Regions from separate parts of the Ovis aries genome. Here region 2 is linked to region 1. A link is a contact called in public Hi-C data. All regions are on one chromosome and are shown on one strand. The core of a region is the stretch at or near the end of the contact, and the rest is flanking DNA. Distances in the headings are between cores, read along the strand shown.

Region 1 (5,005 bases), core at 2,195-4,694:
GTGGTGGGTGTGACTTGGAGCTGTTGGCGCACATGGTCACCTCCTAGCCCGTAGGTCTAATGGAAAAGAGCTGGTCAAAGGCCAGCTAGACACTTGGCGAGCGTGCGGTATTGTCAAAGCCATGAAAGGCCCTGGTGTGGAAGAAGCAGGTTTGCCGTCAGAAATAGCAAGTATCCCTCATAGGAGGGCTGGAGGTTAGAGTCACTGCTTCCACCTATGTGGCCCCCGACTGCCTGTCTGCGAGTGATCAGAAATGCTGCCAGTGCTGCGTGCCCACCGGCCTGTGTGGCATCAGGAAGCAGCTGGGGTCAGAGTGCCACATGAGGTGAGCCTTGACTTCCAGCCATGGTGGGTGGACGGTGGCAACTGCGGGGAAGGGAGCTTGGCCCTTCCCTTAGGTTCTGAGTGGGCCTTGTCCGGTCTCTTCTAGAAGGCATCGCAGCCTTTCAGGGATCGTCTGCTCAGGGCTGTATTTCCCCAGCTGTGAGTGCACAAGTGTGGCTGTGTCACTTCAGTCGTGTCCGGCTCTTTGTGACCCCATGGACTGTAGCCCACCAGGCTCCTCCATCCAGGAGATTCTCCAGGCAAGAATCCTGGAGTGGGCTGCCATTTCCTTCTCCATGCATGTAGAACGCATGTAGGTGCTCAGATTTCCTTAGTATATTTTTGTATGTGACATACTGCATAAGGTGACGGTGGGCTCCCTGCTCCTTCCTGGGGAGATGTCACGCTGTCCCCAGTGCTTAGCTGGGTCTCCAGGCAGGGAGGGCAGGTCCCTGGGGCCTCTGTGATGCAAGGCCTCTGACCACAGATGTCTCTGTCCGAGCCCCGTGGCCCACGCAGCCCTCCCAGGAAAGGAGGGGGTGTCCCGTGCTGTCGTGGGGCTGACCGTGCTAGTTTCTTTTCATACTTCCCAGAGAAGGGTCCATTTTCTTCCTCCCCAGAAATGATGAAAGTAGCTTAAAATGAGACATTTGGCTCATTTTGTTGATCAGAGAGGATTTGTCCCAGAGTTCTTTTCTTACTTCCTTTTCTTCTTTCTGCTTCTGCAACTCTCTATTTCTTAGGACAGAAAAAAAGAAAAACCATTGTCCACCACCAGTGTCCCAGAGAAGGCCCCCCCATCCCAAGATGACAGGGAAAGTGGAGACCTTCATTCCCACATTCCCAGGGAACTAGCTCGTCACTCCACACCTTTCCGTGACCACAACTCACCAGAAAACCGTGAGGCCCTGCCCCCCCCGACCCCCCCACCGCCGTGCCTGTGGCTGGGACTAGTGAGGCCAGTTTGGCCTCTGCTCAGGGCTGATGGGGACGCTGGACCCCGGGCGAAGCCCCTGCCCATCTCAGCCTGTGGCTGCGCAGCCTTCACGCTAGGAGCGTCTGTGTTACGCTCTGTCCAGGGTGCCCTGTTTCCCTGGGTACCAGGGTTTCCTCATGGACGTCGGAATCCCTCATCCTGGGAGAAGAGGGGCAGCCCCAGGTCGTGACTCGGAGGCGATGATGACCTGGGGGCGCAGTGGATGCGGGGCCGTGGGAAAGGACCTGAACCCCTGACCCCTGCCTTCCCTGTTTTCCCTTCCGGGGGCCCATTCCCACTGCTGCTGTGTCCTCTGAACACTGAGCAGACAGTTCTGCTTCCATCCAGCCCTGAAAGACCAGGAGCCAGCCGTGGTGGCCATGTAGGCCCGCCTGCCGAGCTCACATGGACAGCTCACACCAACTCCTACACAGGCCACACCGCCCTCCTTTTAAACCCAAGCACACCCAAGGTAGTGGCCAGGGTTCAACCCAGTCTTTCTGACTGCAGAACCACTCTCTTCCCCCGGACCTGGGCCTTTCCTGTGAGCCTGACAGCGTGGCTGTGATCAGGACTTGGCCAGGAGGGCGCCTCATGGACGCAGCCACTGCCCACCTCCGCCCCAAGCCCCCAGCCTTGTCCCTTCCACCCCGTGTGCCTCTGTCCTGCCCCCAGCTCCGCAGTGGCTACCCCACTCACAGCGGGACCCTGGGTGGGCTCCGGGCCGTCCCTGCTCTCAGCTCCTGTCTGCACCTCCCGGTGGGTGTCTGCCTCGCGCACCAGGTGTGTCCTGGGAGCACGGATGGTACCTGGGCACATGTCGCCCTTGGCCCCACTCACCCGTGCACGTGTCAGCCAGCTCCAGCCCCTGACCAGCCTGTACTATCCGTGTCAATAGCTCAAGTTACTGAACGTCAGTGGATCTGCAGTGCCATTTATTTTCACTGTTTTTTTCCCCTCTTCTTTTGCAGCCATGGATGGTGTGCCTTTTATGATTTCAGAGAAGTTTTCTTGTGTTCCAGAAAGTGTAAGTTTCTTGCATGATTGCACTCGGCCTCGGCTCCCTCTGCCTCTAGCCTAAGCCCTTCTCTTCACAGCGCTGCAGGGCCATCCTGGCAGCCCCCAAACCCCTCCCTTGCCAGAATCATCCATCGCTACCCTGGTGCCCCACCCCCCACCACCAGAAGCTCAAGAGCAGGACTCTGTAGCTGTGCCTAGAAGGTTCTTGATAAGTGAGAAAAAAGAAGGGATAAGGGTGGGGAGGGAGCAAGACAGACGAACAGACACACTCAGACGCAGCCACAGCCGAGGCTTCTGGATTCAGATGTGATGGTGAATTGTTCTGAACCTTGCTGGCTGTAAATATTCCTGGTTTCCAAGCTCACCTTGTTAATTTCTGCTCTTTTTTATTTAACATTGACAACGTTCAGCAGAAAGCAAGCTGCTAACCCTTCCCCATTGTCATTGCCGCATCCTGTGACGACCACATTCTCCGCTCTGAGTCGCAGGCGTCTGAATGGCGGGGCTGGGCGTGCTCACGCAGGCTGCTGCCCAGCAGCTGTGGGTCCATCGCCCACGGCAGGCCAGCACAGACCCCACGGTGCACGAGAGGGAACCAAGGCCAGGCTGGGCCCCCAAGCCGTCTTTAGTGACAGAGGGACTGAGTGAACGCGCCAGGCCTGCAGGCCGGACCCCACACCTTGAGAGGCAGGCATGGCCTCGGGCCCGCCTGGCACCCCTGTGCCCTGTCTCTGGCGGCGCCTGTACCCCTCAGTGGTGCAGGCCGGGTCTGTGGGCTCTGTAGACTTGTTCCTGGATGTTTTTCAAATCCTTGCTGCAGAAGTTTGCTCTTGAGTAGTTAATAAACACGACATCCCTGGTTTGGGCACCAGCTCAGAGTCCTTCAAGCAAAAGTGTTTTTCTTGGATCCAGCTTAAAACCACCCAGCTTGCGATCTGACCTGCCCTGGAGTTTCCATTTTCATGAAATATAATAGGCCTCCTCTGAACCCTTCTGGTAAGCGGCTTAATCTTGAAAAAAAGAAAAAAACACGCTCGTGATGTTGACACGCAGAGCCTGTGTAACTTCAGCCGACCACTCACTCCACTTGGCTGTGTTGCCATGGAGACGCTGGCGCCTCTCCCGCCCGCGCGGTTGGAGAGGCCATTCTGTCCTGCGCTGCGGCTCCAAGCGGGCAAGTTTAGTGGGGCAGTTAGAGCCTAATGATACAACAGCTGGACCGCCGCTGGATCCCGGGCCGCGCAGGCAGGCGGCCCGGTGCTCACGCCGCGCGGGCTGGCAGCAGGAGAAAGCCAAACTGTTTTGTGGCTGAGGGCAGCGCAGCTCCAGGAGCCGAGAGCCTAATTCGGTGGCCCTGTCCCAAGTCCGGGATCTGCCGACTCAGCGAGTGCTCAGGCAGGCGGCCACGGGCCAAGTCCAGCGCTTCCCCTCGCTTCTCTCTCTAATCTCCCGGCAGCCTGGCCTGGCCAGGAGGGGCCCGCCCGCGATGCTTTGTAACCGGAGAAGAGGTTGATGGAGGGATTAACCTGTCCTGCTACATCCCGCCTAGAGGCAGGCGGAGGCGCTGAGTCCCGTCAGAATCCGGGTCCTGGGGCTCAGAGCGGGCCTTCAGGGAATCCCCCCTGGCCCGGCTCAGACTCCAGCTCTTGCCCCTGCTTCTGGGCTGCAGTTCAAAACCACGAAGGCCTCCAGGGGTTTTATCCGACTCTCAGGTTGCACCTGTTCACCCCCAGCTGCTAGCCCCGGGGGGCTGCCTTGGGAATACAGATGATGGGGGTCCCAGGGGGGACCCAGGCCAGGGACCTCGGGGACAGGGCTCCCTCTGCCCCTCACCAGGCACTTCAGCCCAGGCTTCTCTGGGCCTCCAGCTGACTCTCATTGCCCTGTGTGTTTAATTTTTCATGCTGGGTGTGGAAAAGCCAGTGTTCTCAAAGAAGAAAGGTCCCCATCTCTATGAAGTTTTAGAAGCAAACACTCAATTAAAATGGTGTTATTATTTTCCACCACTGTTGATTTCTCAAACGACCATTGATGGGCAGTTGGTTAGTTCATTCACCTGGCATTTTAAATGACCTAGAGTTCCCTCCACCCCCTTCCCTGATGCTAAGGAGTCCCAGGCAAGAGATGGGCTGCCTGCCTCCCCAGAGTTCCTCAAACCCATTCCAACACCCAGGTGAGGGTGGTCAGGGCAGTGTAGTGAAGCCGTGGGCACCTGCATCCCCCTGGCTGCAGAAAGAGCATACTGGTCTTTCCGGGGTAGGGTGGGGGGTGGTCAGAGAGAGACGAGAGGCAGAAGTTACTGATAGCAGTGACGGTCTTTCAGGAGAGCTGTGGCGGCCCCCCACCCCCGACCTGGGCGCCTAAGCAGGAGTCCCCACCAGAAGGGCCCCGGTGGCAGCCAGGTTTTCTGAGTCTGCTCACGCAGCACTGTGGAGTCACACTGATGGTTTCTGTGGAAAGGAGTGGAGAAAACACCAGATCGCAGTGGGGTTTGAAGTGTCGCAGTTGTGAAGGAAAGCAAATGTGAAGCAGCACTTTTTCCAGCCATGTGAAAGGGTGACTTGATGTATTTTCAGATGCAGCCCTTTGATCTCCTGGGAATCACCATCAAATCTCTGGCAGAAATTGAAAAAGAGGTAAGCAAGCTCCCCAGAATGGGGCAGGTAGGGCCCAGGTCCTCGCTGG
Region 2 (4,370 bases), core at 444-2,943, 210 kb before region 1:
TGCATTGCAAAGTGTGGACCTCTTAGACTCTCTCACCTCATACCTCCCTGAGGTCCTCCCGTTCAAGCCTCCACCCCATTGCTGAGCCTGCCCTGAGCCTTGACCCTCAATTTATCCTTGACACTTACCCTGTCCCTGACCCTCTCTCCTCCTCCACGCCCCCTATTCAGTTCTCCCAGTCTCTGAGTCCTGCCCCACCCCTGCCATTTCACACCCATCTCAGATCCCTCCTACCCATCTTGCTTCTGGAATGGGGTCAAGACCCTGTGCGAGATTCCAGGAGGAGAGGAGGGGTATCTGTTGCTCATATTCCTTATAAAGTATTTTAAAGCTGTGTGCACGCATGCTAAGTCACTTCAGTCGTGTCCACCTGTTGGCAACCGCACGGACTGTAGCCCTCCAGGCTCCTCTGTCCATGGAAGTCTCCAGGCAAGAATACTGGAGTAGATTGCCATGCCCTTCTCCAGGGGATCTTCCTGATTCAGGGATCAAACCCACGTCTCTTAAGTCTCCTGCACTGGCAGGCGGGTTCTTTACCACTAACACTACCTGGGAAGCCCCATATTAAAGCTGAGAGGTCCCTATTTTCTTTGGGGACCAAAAATCGGTGGGAATTTCAAGATGACCTCAGTAAAATGCCACGTACAAAATCAGTCCACAGCTTGAGACATCAGAATAGTGCCCCCTCCTGCTCCTTGTGGAAGATGGGGGGCAGAGGGTAGAGAGAGGGCAGAGGGGGCCATTTGCACATTTCTGTCTTATTTTTTGATCTGTGTGTTGGGTAGACAAGTGTGTTCATTTGGTGACCTTAAATCAAGCAATGGGATTTGTGCATTTACTTGTGTCTATGTTATGCTTTAATAGAAAGCTTTTTTAAAAATGCAGTCTGGGCATTTCAGGCCCTCAGGGCAGCAGAGCTGGCAGTTGGGACATGACTACCTAGAAGGCTGGTCGGGCTGATTCTGCCTTAAATGGGCCCTTGGAAAAGCATGATCAGGCTCTCAGTGTTCCCAGGACAAGCTTTCACCCCAACAGGATGCTGACAACAAGCCCCTACCCCCCGCCATGCACCCCCTGTCCACTGGGACCCTGCCTCAGTGCCAGCTGCCTTTCCTAGCCTAACAGCTGTATTTTTCAGGTACAATATGACAGGCTCAATCTATTCCTGTTATATATTTCCCAGTAAATGGACAAGGTGAAAACAGTGTCAGTTCAAATCACTATCATGACACTTAATTCTGATTTACTGTACCTTTTGCTGCAATCTTGAAAGTGCCCGCGACTGTGCTGAGCTGGATCGCCCAGCCGGGCCCCACGGGGTTGACGTTGAGATCAGCTTCAATAAAAGAATTTAGGGTAAGGCGGCCCCTGGTGAGCAGGGGGCAAGCCGGAGCCCAGAGGACGAGCCAGCAGAGACGCTGGAGCCTGGCTCTCCCACACCTCCCTCCCGCCGACTCTTTGTCCCAGCCCTGTGTTTGCAGCAGCTGGGAAATTTATGGAGGCTCCATAAACGGGTTTTACAGACAGCTGTTAGAGCGTGCGGAGCAAGGCTTGGCTGTCGGGGGACCTAGTCGTAGGCTTACAGCCAAGACACTTAAATATTATGGCCCCACATATATAAAAAGTGTGCTGTGAGTCCTCTGCTACCTCCCTCCTCCTGACCCAGGAGCATGGGGTATGGCCAGAGAACAGCATTGCTCCCAGTTGCCAGCTATCCAGAAACCAAATGCCTGCAAACTCTCACTCCAGTCCCTGCCTCCCAGTCCAGGAGCCTCTGGCTGGGCAGACAGCATGCATGAAGGGAGACTCATCCAGACAGCAGTGCCAGGCGAGTGCCAGCCCCCAGTCCTGCCCTTCTGACCCACTGTGCCCAGGCTCAGCTCAGCACATTCCTTTAGCCTCAGGACCTGGCTCCAGCTCTTTTCCCTGCCTTGAAATCTTCCTGCCCACCCCCAATCTTTTCTTGCCCTTGCCGGTCCCTATCAACCAGAACTCAGCTGAAATCTTGCTTTCTCAGAGGCGACATCACAGCCTTTTAGAATCATATACCCTGTTATAAATGCTCACATCCCCCTGGACTTCTTCATAACATTTATAACAATTGCAATTAACTAATATTGGTGTCATTATCTGTTTAATGTCTATCTCCCCCACTGGACAATAAACTCTGTGGAAGCAGGGACTTTACTTGACTATATCCCTAGTGCCTTACACACGGCCTGGGAATAAATACTGAATGAATGAATGAACAAACGGAGAACAGACACAATTCTCAGACCTAGGACAAGACGAAAGGTGCTCAGCTCCGAAGAGCAGGTGGAAGGTCTGTGGGGGTTCGGTAAAGAAAAACCGCTTTGACAAGGGGGAACTAGGAAAGGCTTGCAGGAAGAGGAGCCATGGGATCTCCTCTTTCATTCAGAAGTCCCTACTGTGAAACTTAAGATGTGAGTCAGAGAGCTATTTCTTAGTCTTGTTGAGCCTCAGCTTCCTTGTCTTTAAAATGGGGCTAATGATAGAGATGCTGAAAGCTCGACCTCTCTGCACCTGTGGTGAATCAAATCTCAGAGCAGAATTCAGGGCAAAGCAGAAAACAATAGCTTTATTGCTTTGCCAGGCAAAGGGGAACACAGCAATCTCCTGCCCTTGAAAACTGTGTCCCAACCCAAGGTGTTTGGTGAGGACTTCTATGGCAAATGGTTCAAGGGTGGGGGCTCCTTATAAGGGTCAGGTGTGTGCAGGGCCTGCGCTCCTCTAATCTGGCCTCAGGTAATCTTCTTAATGAGCTTTTCTGGTTCCTTTAGCCCCAGGTGGTCTTCTCCGGTATGAAGAAAGCGGACATCTTCCATTTCCTGGGTTTTAATTCTATAAGAATCTGCCTGCAATGCAGGAGATGTGGGTTCTACCCCTCGGCCAGGAAGATCCCCTGGAGAAGGGAATGGCAACCCACTCCCGTCTTCTTGCCTGGAGAATTCCACGGACAGAGGACCCTGGTGGGCTGCAATCCATGGGGTCACAAAGAGTCAGACATGACTGAGCAGCTAACACACACAGCTCTATAAAGGGCTTAAAGACCTTGTTATATGTATCCTTTGCAGTAGAACCAGGACCCTGCCCCAAGGCTGCTCCTGTGTTGTCTTTGCATTCCATCTTTTCCCTTCCTGGGTTAGAAACTGTTCACATCTGCCCTTTGGAACTTAGGGAAGGTCATGGAAGTTGGAGTCAAGAAACAGGGTCAGAAAGACTTCCAAGCCCCAGAGTCCCGCAGGGTCCTGCTCGGTTTCGATAGTGCCTGTATCATATGTTTGTTGCAAAGAATAACTGTATTCATAGCACAGCTCATGGAATAAGTGTTCCTTAACGTACATGACTTCTGGAAATATATAGCCAGAACTTGGTAATTCCAGGCAAAGGGTATAGCATGTGTGAAGGTATTTATGAGGGGTAAAAATCATTCACCTTGATGCCCTGTGGCTCAGAAACCATGTTTTGTGTCTCATAACCTTTTACAGTGGAGAAGGCAATGGCACCCCACTTTAGTACTCTTGCCTGGAAAATCCCATGGACAGAGGAGCCTGGAAGGCTGCAGTCCATGGGGTCGCTGAGGGTTGGACACGACTGAGCAACTTCACTTTCACTTTTCACTTTCATGCATTGGAGAAGGAAATGGCAACCCACTCCAGTGTTCTTGCCTGGAGAATCCCAGGGATGGGGGAGCCTGGTAGGCTGCCATCTATGGGGTCGCACAGAGTCAGACACGACTGAAGTGACTTAGCAGCAGCAGCAGCAACCTTTTACAAAACATGGCTTGCGAGCCAAATTAAAACTAAATATTAAAAAAGCTCAGATCATGGCCTCTGGCCCCATTACTTCATGGTGAATAGAGGGGCAAAATGTGGAAGTAGTGACAGATTTCCTCTTCTTGAACTCTAAAATCACTGTGGATTGCAGCCATGGTATCAGAAGACGTTTGCTTCTTGGCAGGAAAGCAATGACAAACCTAGACGGTGCATTGAAAAGCAGAGACATTACTCTGCTGACAAAGGTCTGTATAGTCAAGGCTATGGTCTTCCCAGTGGTCAAGTTTGGTTGTGAGAGCTGCACTGTAAAGAAGGTGGAGCGCCGAAGAACTGATGCCTTCAAATTGTGGTGCTGGAGAAGACTCCCGAGAGTCCTTTGCACAGCAAGGAGATCAAACCAGTCAATCTTAAGGGAAATCAACCCCGAATACTCATTGGAAGGACTGATGCTGAAGCTGAAACTCCAGTGTTTTGGTTATCTGATGCAAGCAGAGGACACATTGGAAAAGTCCCTGATGCTGGGAAAGATTGAGGGCAGAGGGAGAAGAGGGCATCAGAGGATGAGATGGCTGG

What was found. A called contact is a pair of places that touch in the nucleus more often than the background predicts.
Region 2: a Hi-C map of hypothalamus shows a contact between it and region 1, with 3 times the contacts expected there. The contact joins two enhancer-like sites. A contact is called at or near these places in 2 of 16 Hi-C or Micro-C datasets (hypothalamus and tail adipose tissue).

What each region holds. Positions count from the first base shown.
Region 1 is chr3:9,624,155-9,629,159 of ARS-UI_Ramb_v3.0, reverse strand. MVB12B (multivesicular body subunit 12B) reads left to right here. Exons shown (of 14, transcript XR_009600100.1): 8 at 2,272-2,327; 9 at 4,897-4,956. Among named protein-coding and RNA genes, the nearest start is that of LMX1B, 120 kb to the right of the region's middle. Within about 2 kb of position 3,444, at least 17 of the 54 cell types and tissues checked have an H3K27ac peak or open chromatin away from gene starts, as enhancers often do. A contact at or near this core is called in hypothalamus and tail adipose tissue, where this site is marked.
Region 2 is chr3:9,833,279-9,837,648 of ARS-UI_Ramb_v3.0, reverse strand. No RefSeq gene overlaps it. Among named protein-coding and RNA genes, the nearest start is that of MVB12B, 36 kb to the right of the region's middle. Within about 2 kb of position 1,693, at least 10 of the 54 cell types and tissues checked have an H3K27ac peak or open chromatin away from gene starts, as enhancers often do. A contact at or near this core is called in hypothalamus and tail adipose tissue, where this site is marked.